Linked DNA regions of Gossypium hirsutum: region 1 is linked to region 2. Evidence: chromatin contacts called from public Hi-C data. All regions are on one chromosome and are shown on one strand. The core of a region is the stretch at or near the end of the contact, and the rest is flanking DNA. Distances in the headings are between cores, read along the strand shown.

The links. Hi-C and Micro-C count contacts between places; a contact is called where the count stands out from the background.
Region 1: a contact with region 2 is called in a Hi-C map of callus, with 4 times the contacts expected there. The contact joins the enhancer-like site here to the promoter of LOC107900604 in region 2. A contact is called at or near these places in 9 of 34 Hi-C or Micro-C datasets (anther, callus, hypocotyl and 2 more).

What each region holds. Positions count from the first base shown.
Region 1 is chrD06:55,196,173-55,198,872 of Gossypium_hirsutum_v2.1, reverse strand. No RefSeq gene overlaps it. Among protein-coding and RNA genes, the nearest start is that of LOC107900605, 42 kb to the left of the region's middle. Within about 2 kb of position 1,367, at least 6 of the 9 cell types and tissues checked have an H3K27ac peak or open chromatin away from gene starts, as enhancers often do.
Region 2 is chrD06:55,077,043-55,079,742 of Gossypium_hirsutum_v2.1, reverse strand. LOC107900604 (cation/calcium exchanger 4) reads right to left here and starts at 1,411. Exons shown (of 1, transcript XM_016826267.2): 1 at 1-1,411. The coding sequence starts at 1,099.

The sequences.
Region 1 (2,700 bases), core at 118-2,617, 120 kb before region 2:
ACATCAATATAAGAACCACAAAAACTCCATAAAATAACAATCACGCCCTCCACCCAACCCAAAGATAAACCCCCCATTGTTCCTATCGCATCCAAATCAATACCATTTATGAACCCACATTTTTGCCGTATCTATTCCATCTTTCTCGCATTGACTTTTGTTTTAGTTAGAAACAAAATTTGGGGTTGACCTTGCCTCAATTTGTTCTTGAGACGTCTAACAGACCACAATTTCCCTAACCCACGAACATTCCAATTTATTATTTTCATTGCGCTTGGTCAGCTTGCCAGCTAATATAAAATGGGCTCTCCCCACTGGTCATTCCCCACGAACTAATACTAAATTTTCCATCCCCGTAGTGACATAATCCCCCATATCATTCCGAAGTCTCTTCTTGCCATCAATATTCTCAACATGTATCTCTTCCCCATCATGCTCCATGTTTAAATGCTCCCGCAATTGATCCCCACAACCATCATCCCTTAGAATACTTACCCCCGACCCTTCTAAATTAATCCCTAACATAGGATCCCTCTTAATTCCAATATCCTGCCGACCGTTTGTCCCAGAATCGTAAACAAAATCCCTTTTCCCTCCACCAGGATTAGCCCCCTTCACTTTATTCCACCAACCATACACTACTCATTGTTGCAGCTCTTCTCGATTATGCTTGAATCGATAGATCCCACCCTAGCTCAATAGTCTCCTCTTCTCTTGACATACAGAGTTGACAGAAAGAATCACTATGCCCCAAACGACCGTAAAAGAAATAGAACAAAGTCAATTTTTCATACCTGAAGTAAACATAACTGTGGCTACTTGACGTGAATATAATCTTCTTTTTCCTTTTCAGGGGTCTCTTGACATCCAATTGGACCCTGAGTCTAAGATATTACGCATCGCCCGACTTAAACTCTTCGAATCATACTAAAAAAAAGTACCCATAAAATTTCCAACTGTCGCGCCATAACTTCCAAGAATAATCCCATAGGTAGATCATGCACCTGAACCCAAAAACTCACATATAACAAAGGAACCTTCACCTGATCCTCCCCTCTCTCTAGCCTATGAAACACCAACAAATTGTTATTATAAGTCTTGGGAGCCCTATTAATCACTCGTTCCAAATCCATCCTATGAAAGAACTTAAATAAAAAGTGTTTGTCTCCTAGATTCGAAATCTGAGCGCCTCTAACATGATGCCAAACATTCGCCATGGTGCTCTTCATAACCGAAAAATGAACTATACTTGCTATTTTCTAACAGCTGAAAATACTAAATTCAGACACCACCGATTGCGAACCAACCTCCGTGGGTACCACTAAACCCTCTTTCTCCTCATCATCGAATGATAAATTTGCCAACTCGTGTTCCATATCAGCCAAAAACCCTAAAAAACCAACGATGAGCCTGTCAAAAACTACCACCGCCGTCAAGAAACGCAAAAAAAAAAATCTAAGAAAACCCCTAGCCGTGCTAGTGAAGCAGACTTGTTATTAAATAAAACTTTTTGAAATGCTAGTTTATATAGGATTACCAAATTGCTAGAGACAAATTTCCTAAGAATCTGATTATTTTTGTGTATGTTAGGTGTAAATTATTTAAACAAATCATTATCAAATTCACACACCATAAATAACATTATCGTTGTTATTCAAACTTAAGTGGTAAATTTTAAGTGAACCTTTAATGCAGCTAGAAATGTGTTTTTTTTTAATTTATTTATATTTTCTTTTAAGTTGTTTACTAATCTTTAATATCTTTTTAAGGGTAAATTATTTCGTTAGTCACTCTAAAGTAGAAACGATTCTTTAATATCTTTAATATCTTCAATATCTCATCAATGGATTGCTGACTAGACTTGCCCCATTAGCTTTTTTTTCACTTAATGTCCACTTTAAAAAATGGTAAACTATCAAAATAGTTACTTTTGTTTGTGTTTGTCTTGGTTTACATTTTAGTCACTTATATTTGAAATGTTACGTTTTAGTCACGTACACTATCATTTTGTTACAATATGATCACTCTATCATTAAGATCTGTTACCTCCCAAACGACAATTTGACATGGCAGTTAAAGTGATTTTTAAATACTAACGTGCATGTCCAGCCAAGTAAATTAATTAATTTTTTAATTAAATAAATTTAATTAATTGAATTTTCTAAATTAAGTAAAGGAAAATTTTAATTTGGTTTCCCAAAGTAATCAAAATCAATGCATCAGATTAATCCTTGAACAAAAAAAAAGAACCTTTGGACTCCTTTTTCTTTTAGTTTTCATTTCTATTTTGACTGAAAAAATCATCCATTTTCATAGTCATCTTTGTTAAATCAAAACAGTAGAAATCAAATTGAGTGCTCCATCAATCGGTTGGATTTTTTATTCAAAATGGAAGAACAAATGATTGATTCAATGGATGGTCCAGACATGGATTACAGTAAGTAATGGGTTTTTGGTTCTTTACCTGAGTTTTGGGTTCAAATATTATGGTTTTTTTTTTTTGCAAAAAGGTGATAATCTTTTAATGTTTTTTTTTGTATATGTGACAGACAAAAAGAACATGTTTCATCTTTATTTAATTGTGTTTATTGTTTATTTGCAAAAAGGCATGACTACATCTATGTTTTATATGTGTGACATTATTTATTGCATATTTTGTATTAACTGCAAAAAGGGGTTAATTTGTTTCGACCATGAAGT
Region 2 (2,700 bases), core at 162-2,661:
AGTGATTGGAATATATAGCAACATTTGAAGCCCACATCCATTGTGGCAGGGAACTAGGTAGATGGGGTGGATCATTTCCAGTGTCCACGTCCAGCAGATAACTATAAAGAAAAGTATCCTCTTCGTTTCCTTGTGAAAACAGAGTTCCTCGGACAGGAAGCAATGGTGTAACAACATCCAATTTCAATCCCCCAGTATGTTTCCACAGAATCTCATTTGCAACAACAGAAAATGCATAAATCACATAGATCATGACAAATGCAATGGCACCCCAAATACTCACCTTGCCAATTATCAATATCATTGTAAGTGACATGAGCGTAAAAAGGAAGAAACAGATATCCCTAATGAAGCATCTTTTATCAATCTGAACCCCGGTCCCCGCTACACAAAGGGAGACAGCCCCTACAACAACACAAGTAACAAAAACTCCACCACCTAACACGCTATTAAGACCCACTCCACCTGTATCCGTCCCCAAAAATGCAGCTATACTTGCAAAAACATCCGGTGCCCCATTTCCCAACGGAAGGAGTGCAACCCCAGCAACAGTTGGAGGCAACATAAGCAGATAAGAAAGCTTCTCCAATGAACGGCAAAAGTAGTCAGCTGCAGTGTTACCCAAAAGATAAAACAAAGAAAGAAGCCAAACAACCAATATCAAATAGCCCACTATCCTAAATTCTCCACAACCACAATAGAAGAACTTAATGTAATCAAAGAATCCATCTGAAGAACACTGTGGATTCGATTTCAGGAACTCACATTGATTAGCAAAACCCTGATGATTATTCAATCCGGTACAGAAAACAGGATGGCTCAAGCTTACATTCAACTCATTCTGCTGGCCCTTCCCAAAAGCTAAATTTGACGAACTGGCATCAAGTTCGCTAATTTTTCGACGAATTATACCGACGTGATCAAGTACGGTTCTTTGATTCAAATTATAATTAATAAGCCCAGACAATTGGCTAATGTGAGGTTTTCTTAAGAAATCTGCCCGGGTGTAAAAAAAGAAAAGTAGAATAATGGCAGATAATCCATTGAAAATCCCATGAAATTTGGGACTTTTTGGAACATAAAGACAATTATTACTCATAAATAAAATCTCTTTATCTAAAAAAAAAACATCAAGCTTTTGAAAAATTCCTACAAAGTGAATTAGGCTAGGGTTTTCAGCTAAGGAACTAGGAAACCCCAGCCTTGAATTCAGAAGAGAAAATGAATATGAAATTTAGGATACTTACCGATGACCCCAAGATTAAAGAGGAAATGGAATTTAATGGCTCTTTTTGGGACAGTTTTTCCAACGCAGAAGTTCGTTGACAATAATAATAATCAGGGAATTTTTGAAACAAAATAATTTGGAGAAGAAGTTGGTTAGAAATTTCTCATGACTGCTATTTTTTTCCTTTTTCTTTATCACCCCTTTATTTATATTAATATATACTATTTTTTAATGAGTGCTAATTTTTTGTTACATTTTTATAAAATTTAAAAGTTATTTTATTTCAATTAAGAAAAAACTATTTTACTCGTGTTAATTTTATGCTTTGTTAATAAGAGAATCATGGTTTGCAAAATCCAATCGGTTTCACTAATTTAATATTCAAAAAAATTCTAAAACATGAAAAATTTTGAAAAAATTAATCAGAATTTTTAAAAATATTATACGTAATTTTTATGTGTTTATATTTTTAATTCTTTAAATAATATAATTCTACAATTCAAAATATATATTTTTACTAATTAAATTAACATTGGTATAATTTATAATAAAATTCTACTAATTTTGATAAATAATTTAGAGAATAAAATGTTTTAAAAGTAATGAAAAATAGAAAACAATTGATAATAAAATATTAAATAATTAGATAAAATAAAATTGAATTAATATATAATATTATTAAAATTAATATAGAAATTTGGAACTAAAATAAAAAAAATTGTAATATTAAATTGAAATAATAAGAGGACAAATTTAATGTTATATTACCTTATAATCAATTAAATAATTTTTCAATCTCTTTTCGATGCTATTGTTGTTCGAATATGATTCTACTTCTAACTTATTATTACTAATTATCTCCATTTGCTACTTGATCAAATGTGTTTAACTATTTAATATTATTCTCTAATATTAATTAAGTAATAATTAATAGATAAAATAAAACTCAATTTTACATCAATCTTTCTTTTAATTGATTTAAGTACTTTGCTTCTAATAAACTTAAATTAAATTATAAGTAGATTCAAATATCAATTAACAAATTTAAATTAAATTATATTAATTAATTAAAATATATTTAAAATTTATGTTTCATATATTAAAATATTGATAATGAGTCACAATAAAGTATTTTAATATTTTTATTATAATTTAAGTTGATACATTTTGTATATCATAATATTATAAATTTAAATATTATTTAAATGTATATTATTTACTTTATAATATCAAACTACAATAAACATTTTATCCTTACAAAAATATTTTTTTAACAAAATTACTAAACATTTAAAGCTTAAATCAAATTTTTTGGTATCAGTAAAATTTGTAATTATCACACCTTTTTCTTTTTTTGTATTCGCTATATCTGGTTTATAGATAGTGTTTGGGATTTGTGACTACCCTTATCAATAATGTTGTCTCTAAAATTTGAATTTACATTCCTTTGAGAATGTAATGAGTCTTACCAT